Regions from separate parts of the Mus musculus genome. Here region 1 is linked to region 2. Evidence: chromatin contacts called from public HiChIP or PLAC-seq data. All regions are on one chromosome and are shown on one strand. The core of a region is the stretch at or near the end of the contact, and the rest is flanking DNA. Distances in the headings are between cores, read along the strand shown. Region 1 overlaps Pacs2 (phosphofurin acidic cluster sorting protein 2). Region 2 overlaps Cep170b (centrosomal protein 170B).

The links. HiChIP or PLAC-seq counts read pairs in DNA pulled down with a chosen protein or histone mark.
Region 1: a contact with region 2 is called in an H3K27ac HiChIP or PLAC-seq map of T-cell acute lymphoblastic leukemia, with 2.3 times the contacts expected there. The contact joins two enhancer-like sites. A contact is called at or near these places in 1 of 115 datasets of contacts at active chromatin or transcription factors (T-cell acute lymphoblastic leukemia) and 3 of 9 other capture datasets (adipose tissue, embryonic stem cells and liver).

Annotation. Positions count from the first base shown.
Region 1 is chr12:113,046,818-113,051,331 of GRCm38.p6, reverse strand. It overlaps Pacs2 (phosphofurin acidic cluster sorting protein 2), which reads right to left. Exons shown (of 24, transcript NM_001081170.1): 4 at 4,178-4,303; 5 at 1,363-1,525; 6 at 742-815; 7 at 371-451. Among named protein-coding and RNA genes, the nearest start is that of Tex22, 25 kb to the left of the region's middle. Within about 2 kb of position 1,336, at least 54 of the 459 cell types and tissues checked have an H3K27ac peak or open chromatin away from gene starts, as enhancers often do. A contact at or near this core is called in T-cell acute lymphoblastic leukemia, where this site is marked.
Region 2 is chr12:112,744,116-112,748,243 of GRCm38.p6, reverse strand. It overlaps Cep170b (centrosomal protein 170B), which reads right to left. Exons shown (of 19, transcript NM_001024602.3): 17 at 4,081-4,128; 18 at 3,670-3,721; 19 at 1,653-3,579. The coding sequence ends at 3,332. Among named protein-coding and RNA genes, the nearest start is that of Mir6940, 13 kb to the right of the region's middle. Within about 2 kb of position 1,328, at least 100 of the 459 cell types and tissues checked have an H3K27ac peak or open chromatin away from gene starts, as enhancers often do. A contact at or near this core is called in T-cell acute lymphoblastic leukemia, where this site is marked.

The DNA of each region.
Region 1 (4,514 bases), core at 87-2,586, 300 kb before region 2:
CCACACTGACAGGACAACAACACCCAGTGGCCTCTATCTGTAGGCTTGTGGGCTTGAGGCAGCTATCCCAGCCTTATTCCAGATCCCAGGGCTCCATGACCATATAAAGCTGGAGTGGGGGCAGGAGAGAGTGGCAGCCAGAAGACATCCTTGTCTGGCTTATGTCCATTTTGAATAATAACAACTAGGTGCTAGTTAGACAGGATTCTGGACTCTGGGCAAGTGGGAATTCTGAGGCTCTTTCAGGCCATATATGAGGTCCTCAGGAAAGGCTGTCTGTCCTCTTTCCCACAGCCTTCCAGTGAGCCTCCCAGCCTCTGCCCACCCTCCTCACCCTTTCCCAGTGTTAGTAAAACGAGTTTCCACCGACCCTGGTCATGGACGTCGTTCTTACTATCGAGCGCCGCTGCTTCTTGGGTTTTCCCACATCAAAGTCGTCCTCGTCAAGATCCTGTACAGACAGAGGCAGAGAGCCTGAGGCCACCGCGCCCACACAGCAGCCCGCCCCACAGTGCAAGGGAGGCCATCACTGGGCAGTCAGCTACTATTAGTCCCAAACCCTGCAGAGTTGCCTACTAACATGTTGTAGGCCCAGGGAAGAAACAAACAGGTGTGGCACATATAGTCCCCTTCTCATCCTGTGTGGGCTCACTCAGGGAAGGCCCTCAGTCCCCAGCCCTGATCTACAGAGGTGGAAGAGGGAGGTGCCAGGTACCTCCCCATCTCAGGCTCAAACTTTACCTGCCCTTGTACAGCATCGTCACTGGCTTCTTGTTCAGAGGAAAAGCTCTCATACTCCTCCTCAGAGTAGTTATCTGTGGAATGAGCACACAGAAGGGAGAGTACCTCTAGATTCTACCCAACGCCATGGCGATGAGGTGGCAACAGAACCATGGGTGTCCCCTGGGAGCAGAGGGGAGACAGACCCGTGTAGACCAGGGAACATGGAGGCACAGCATTGGTGTCTCAAGGAACACGCCTGCTGACATGTTGGTGGAGTAAGGAACACGTCTGCTGACATGTGCCTGCTGGCATGTTGGTGGAGTAAGAGAGCAGGGGAAACAGAGCGACCCCCACTGTGATGGCAGCAGCAATGACAGGGGCCAAGCACCTTCTCCACACCAGAAACTGGGTGTTCACAACATCGAAGGCCACAGGATAGATCCATGGCACCTACATATCGAGGGTTCAGAGAACTTATAAATGAACTTCAACAGTGCACACGACTCCCTCAAAGCTTCTAGCTAGAGAAAAGCCAAAAGACTCTACCTTCTCCGACCACACTGGGACGGCCTCCCACACATGTGGCAGGAAGTGGCAAGAGCAGAGCGGGGTAGCAGAGGAAGGAAGGCAGTGACTCACCTGTGGACTTGGTCTTGGGGCCAGCCTGCATGGCACTATCCTCATGGTCGATGGGCTGGCTGGACAGGGAGACGATCCAGATCTCGGCCACCTTGACAGAGGCCTCTTTGATGCTGCTGCAGAGGCTCAGAACTTGGCCGCCCTCAGAGGGGTGCTGCATCACCTATGGAACATGGTTCTAGGTATCAGGAGGGCTTCCACCCCAGAGAGCTCCAATATTCAGGAGCAGGGCGCACCTAGTAGAAGGCTGGCAGGAAACCAGAGAAACCCCTGGGCAAAGCAGATTGGCTGAGCAGGGAGGTCAGCGCTGGGATTGGAATTTCTGACTGCAGATAGACGGAGGAGTGATCTATAGACCAGTCAGTTCTGGCACCCCTGCTGCCCCGTGGACATCACTCAAATTGTTCCTACCCCCACTCACCACTGTCTACTGTCCAGATGTCAGTAGCAGCCTCAGTGTGTGACAGTGGGGGCCACTCAGCCTTGGGGAAACGTATGTAAAGACTCATGAGGGCAGACGTCAAGGAGAAACAGCTTAACAAGCTAGCAAGGGCAGCAGAAAGCAGTACTGACCTAGCGATTATCCTGGCCCTGACATTACCTCAAAAGCAGACACAGATGCTAGGCCTGTTCCTGATAGGGCATACAAGTTGCTTTGGGGCCTCTTGATCAGACTCAAATGTTAAAATTTTATAGATTAAAAAAAGATTGGTACTGGAGCCAACAAGATGTCTCAGCAGGTAAAGGTATTGCAATGACCTCATTTCAATCTCTAGAAGGCACATGGTGGAAAAAAAATCTACTGCCATAAACTGTCCTCTGACCTCAACACATATGTGCGCACACATGCACACAAATAAACACATATAATCATTTTTTTAAATTGGGGACTGATTTAGGATGACAACTCTAGTCAGTAAAGAAAATTAAAGAAAGGATGCTCACATTTTTTTCTAACCAACATTTCAGAAACTGAATCAGGAAGGCAGGCCAGCCACCCTGTGCCAGATACTGGGGCCTTCATGCGCAAAGTGTGCACAGGAGACACATGGAAGAAAAACCTCTCTCCCCTAACACTCTAGATGCACTAAGTGCTTGTCACCTCCCTAAGGTAGCCTCAGATCTAAGTGCGAACAGAAGCTCAAAAACAAGTATCCATTAGGAAGCTGACCTCTGCAGCACCGGTATGTGACCACAGGAGTTGAGGGACACCCAGGCTTGGGTAAGATGGGGGAGTGCAGTGTAGGCATGGTATGTGTGCGTGTGCATGTGTGCATGCACGTGTGAACCAGGATAAGGTGGAGTCTCTTTACCTAGAAAAACATGCTCTCCGGCTTCCTCTACTGGGAGGGTAGGGAACAAAAAGGACGTGCTAAAGACAGGCCTGAACGCCTGCTCTGACCTCAGCAGACTACTGCTCTCTGGAACATCCTGACATGGAGCCACAGGTAACTCAGGGCCTGGTCCTGCCTGGACAGAAGCATACGCTGTACCAGCTGCTTCACCTCAAAAGAGCCTTCTGGTCCAGGCAGGGTCCCAGGCAGACGCACAGACAAGGCCCTGGCAAAGGCTTGTGCCGCTCTCAACCCTGCTTTGCTGCCAGCCCTTTTCTTCATGCTCTCTTTGGCTCCCTGGGCTGCAGCTGGGCTTCTGGAAACATCTTGGATTGGGACTGGCCAGCTAGGCACAATCCTGGACAGCAGCAGTTCCTGCTTCAATAGCTCAGCAGTTCAGCACTCGGAAACCCTCTGGCCCAGCAGAAGCTGGTGACACTGAGTGACACAGGAGGAGCTAAAGCCAAGTCACTCTGTGGCGCCTCCTCCTCTCTACTCCTCACAGCCTTTTTCATTTTCAAAGTTAAGGAAGCTTAAGAGGGTAAAGAGTAGAGCAGGGTCCTAGGAGGTGTGAAAAGTGGCCTTTGGGAACTACAGACACTGAGTGAGGGAACCTTAGGAGTGACGGGGCACAGGAAGCGTGCAGTCTTTAAACCATAGGTGCTGTAGCAGATGTACTTTGGGTATGGTCACTCCAGCAACTGCCTATAGAATCAGAGGGAAAGCCTTAGGCCAGGAAGGCAAGGGAAGTTCCAAGAGACGGGATGTGGCAGGCTTGAGTGCTTAGGCCAGGATGGAGAGACCTGAACGCACAGTGGCTGACGAGGCACTGAGTAGCCCCGAATCCTTGGGTAGCTCACGCTGAGGACGGTGTCATATCCTGGCTTGCAGCCAACCTTCCAGCCTCAGGTGGCCACCAACACAGCTGCATACTTGTCCCAGACACGAACTGGAACTCCAAAAGAGGAAAGCTCTATAACTTAGGGACAAAGTGGCCAGTGCTGAGCTGCCTCTTCTCCCAAAGTCATTCCTGTATCAATGAGGGTCAGCTGTTCAGCCCAGAGGCATCACCTGCCTAGGAGACCATCCTGTCTCCTCAGTCTCTGCAGAGCAGCATGGCTTCCAGGAGATATGGGAGCTTTTGGCTCTCTGCCCTTCTGAGGTCTTTCTACTGGCATGGCTCATGTGCTCGTCTGAGCTACTGGGGCAGAGCAAAGACTAAGGGGACATCCAGGGAGAACCCGTGTAAGGAAGGAGTCCAGGAAAGGCAGCTCCAAGCACTCTTCTGGGAAGTGGGGTACAGATGGTTACAGTACTGGAGCAGCACACTTTGTAGCATAGGACTGGGGACAGGGAAGTATCCACAGAGTGATGCCACAGTGGAGCCCAAACTTGTGGGTGCTCTGATGACTTGGAGGATGGTCTATCAGATGCATAAATTCATCGTGTTCTGGAGCCCTGACACCGGCCCGGAAGCCTACCTCAGCCATGTTGATGGAGCCCGCGGCCAGCGTTTTGTAGCCCAGGATCGTCCTGTTCTTGTACCGCTTCCTGCGCTGTAGCATGATCTGCAGCTTGTTGCCTTCCCGCTTCAGGAAGTGGGGGTACTGTGGGCACAAGAAGCTTCCTGACGCCTGCTGCAGCCTGGCTGCTGACGGCAGGATCAACAACATCCCCGAGGAGCGCCTGCTAACACGGCTGAGACCTTCCAGGGTCAACCTACCCTCAAGAATCTGCAACATTGTGAGGCTGCCCTCTGTTTAGATCAGGGGATCCACTTCTACACTAGAGGAACATATCTGCTGCACTGCTTGGGAT
Region 2 (4,128 bases), core at 79-2,578:
TGTGTGTGTTTTAAATATATCCACCTTTGTACTGCCCTGTGGTTTCCCAGTTCCTGGCTAGAGAATCATCTTCTACCCAGTTCTTAGGTTCTAAGCTTAGATTTCTAGTCCCACATTGGGCATCAAACACAAAATAATTCTTCAGAGGGTTTTCTATGTCCCTTTGCTCCCAAGTGACAACAGGGCATTTCTACACCTGTTCTAGACAGAGACCTGGCATCTTTATTAACAAGCTGCAAGCACTAAGCTAGGCAGACATTTATCTATCCTCACACTCTATGGCGGCCAATGCCAAGACACACAGTCCTTGATTTGCATCTGAACCTCGCCTTGGCTCTTCGTCTGTCTGTGTGTCCTATGGCCCATCACAACCTCACAGCAGATCCTCCCAGTCCATACTCACGCTTTCCACTGTTCCCTCCCCACTTCTGCTAATAGGCCATCAGCTTGTTACTGACAAGCGATGCTTCCACACAGTACACGAGAGGTTATCCCTGCACCAAGGCCCATGTCCTGTGTGTCATGAGCTACATGGCGATGACATAAACAGTCCCAGGCCTGGGGCAGTCTCGAGGTACATGCAGCCTTCATCCTGCTCTGTGGTGGCTTCCTTAGCCTCCTGCAGTTTCTCCCACAAGGGCAGGTCATGGCCAGTCTGTGCAGCCCAGGGCTTGCTCTCTCCCACGCTCTTCTTGGCGGTTTGGTTCTGCAAAGCCTTGCTGCTTTGTCCTTCCTGCTGTGGTGATGTGTCCCTGCTCAGTAGCAGTACTGTGATGTCTGGAGCAGCTGCCCTCTCATGCAGTAGAGGGCAGCTGTCAGCTCCGTGTCCCCTCAGGGGGACCACAGCCCTGCTTTTACTGTGATGTCTGGAGCAACTGCCCTCTCATGCAGTAGAGGGCAGCTGTCAGCTCCGTGTCCCCTCAGGGGGACCACAGCCCTGCTTTGTCTGTTGCCTCCCACCTGAAAGCTCTTGTTTTGTGCATTTTCTCCCAGTTGAAGGTGAGAACATGACTTACCCTGTCACCCCATGGCTCCTTGTTATGGTTGGATCTGGACTGTCCCCTCACAGGCTCAGAACTGCGGAAGCTCAGGAGGCGGGGCCTGGTAGCAGGGCCTTTGGAGGGGAGAGCTGAGCCCAGTTCTAGTCTACTCTCTGCTTTCTGATCTGTAATGAAGTGAGGAATTGGGGCTGGAGAGGCGGCTCAATGGTTAGGAGAATTGGCTGTTCTTGCAGAGGACCTGACTTGGCTTCCAGAGCCCGCACAGCGGATAACAAACATCTGTAATTCCAGTTTCAGATGACACAATGGCCTCTTCTACTCTCCACTGACACTAGGAGTGCATACGAAAATGCAGGCAAACCACTAATACACATTAGCTTAAACAAAAGCAGACATCTGCTTGCTGCTTCCTTGCTTTGAGTGCCACCTGGTGGCAACATCTGAATTCATTTTTTTTTTTTTTAAAAGACCATCTTGTTAAGTAGCCCTGGCTGGGAGCAGATATAGAGATCCCTGCCTCCCAAGTTCTTTGGACAAAGGCATATGCCACCACACCCACTGCCTTTAGTGTCTTGAGCCCCTCAGAGACTCCTTGTGTCAAGGAGATGGTCACCCAACACCATCCCCAGAGAAGAGGGCCGAGGCGGCAGTCACTGGTGTGCTGCCACGTGGAGGAATGATTTATTAGAACAAATTTCATGACAAATCATATAAAATAACCATTTCCTGAAAGACATCCACAAGACCGCCTGAGAACAATGTACAGAGATACCTTCAGAAGCCAGGCATGTACAGTACCAATGCCGGGTTGAAGGCTAAAGTGACAGAGGAACTAAGTATGGAGAGGAACACCAATTTGTGCATTAAAAAAAAAAAATTACACAGTGATGACCAAGGGTGGGAGGCATGGACTCTGCAGGACAGCCGTTTACTTACAGGGAGCAGGCTGTGGGCAATGTGTGGGACATGCAGGCGGAGCAGCCAACAGGCTGAGCTGGCACCTCCTCCAGACAAACAGCAAGCTCTACACACACACACACACACACACACACACACACACACACACACACACACACATACACACGTAAACATCAGGTGGGCTGGGCAGAGGCACACAGGACCCGTGCATGACTCTATCAGCTAAGTGTAAACAGGGAGACCCATGCTACCCCTGGGCTCTGGGCCCCCCGCTGCAGCTACCTCTCCCAGCAGACAGGTCCTGTTCAGGAGCAACGCCCACACACACATCAGGCAGGTCCCAGAGCACACCCATGCCAGCCTGGTCAATAAGGGACTGTCCCCATCCCACTCCAGCCACCGGGCTCTTTGGCTTAGTGCCTCCAGAAGCATCAGCAAGGGGCAGCAGCAGGGCAGCTACCCTGCTCACCTGGCAGGCCCCAGCCGCACAAATCCTGAGAAAGCATAACCAGTAGTGAGCCTGTCCCTGCCAGGCCTCCGCAACGGATCGGGCCGCAGGAGCCTGCTGCAGTTACCACTTCCTGCCCGCACCATCTGGGACGGCAGGGGCAGGTACATGGTTTAGATCACAAAGCCAGGAGCTTCCAAATCTCTTTCTGCCACTCTGGTAAAGCACTCGCCACAACCAACGGGATTGCTGGCCCACCTAGCTACACCCAGCCCCACTGTAAGGAAGCCCAGTGTCCCTAGCTGGGATGAATCCACTCAGGAGAGCTTGCTGGGACAGTACCCAAACTCAGTGGGTTTGGCAGTTGTGTTGGCACCAAGGACTTAGAACCACTCGTCTGCCCAGGTTGATGGACTCTGCAGCAGCTCCGGCCGTGGACTCAGTAGGAGCCACAAGGCAAGTGGCCTCCTTCCTGGGCAGTTTGGGGACATGCCAAACCCATCCAGCTCCTGTGTTTGGCACTGACTGGCCCCAGGGTCCAGCTCCTTTCTCTGTCTGGCCTCAAGCCAGCACATAGGGATGAGACGGGGCCTCCCAGGCTGGGCCTGGACCTAAGCGGGGCCTGCAAGTTCCTGCAAGGGAGCAATGTACTCTTTCCTTTAAAGCTACCAACAAAAACAATGGTGATTGACAGGAGGTGAATATGGGGCCTCACCAGCTGGCCCTTGGCAGTGGACACCCCAGGGGCTAGGCTGGGAGGCCTGTGGAGGTGGGGGCGCCATGGGCTGGATGAAGTGGTTCAGGTGCTGGCTGAGGAGGGTCTGGAAATGGGAGGCACCCATCCATGGGGCTATGGCACATACAGGGTTTTCACAGAGAACCTCCTGCAGCCAGGCAGGTGGGCCGTGGGATGGATGCACAGGACACACGCGCAGAAGAAGGCTGGCCTTGCCCGCCTCACAGCTTAGATCAGAAACCTCTCAGCATCAGGAAGGAAGGCAGGCTCCGGGAGGCCGGGGGGCCCGCAGTTGGCCCGCTGTGGGAAGCTCCTGAGAGGCAGGGCTGGCAGCAAGGTATCCACCGAGGCAGGTGAAGTTGAGCTCTGAGCTGCTGGCCGGGCTTTCCCAAGTCCTGGCTGGCCAGACCCTGAAGGAGCCCTGTTTCCCATCAGTAGGTCGAGGTTCAAGCTGGGGTCCACGATGGCATTGATGACTGGAGGAAGAGATCAAAGAGTCCAGTTGAGAATCTGGCTATAAGCCTCTGAGGTCGCCCTTGCCTGCCCTAGGTCTGGGCCACACCTACCTTCTAACTGCTTCTGTACGCGTCGAAGTTCCTTCAGGATGGAGCTGATTTCCTGGGAGGACAGAGAGGAGGAAGGTTGGAGGGCAAGAGTAGGAACATGCAGGGCCCCCAGGGCCTCCTGGTGGACTTGGATTAAGGATGTGGCTCAGACCAGCTCAGCAACGCCCACTGGCTGGGAGCCAGGCCGGAGGATGGGGGTCCAGGCCCGAGGGTAGAGGTCCAGGCCCGAGGATGGGGGTCCTGGCCCGAGGATGGGGGTCCAGGCCCGAGGATGGGGGGCCAGGCTCAAGGATGAGGGTCCAGGCCCGAGGATGGGGGGCCAGGCCCAAGGATGGGGGGCCAGGCCCAAGGATGGGGGGCCAGGCCCGAGGATGGGGGGCCAGGCTCAAGGATGGGGTCTCTGTCTCTCACCTTGTTGGATGTCTTCAGGATGGGTACTTCATTCTCAGAGTTGATTCT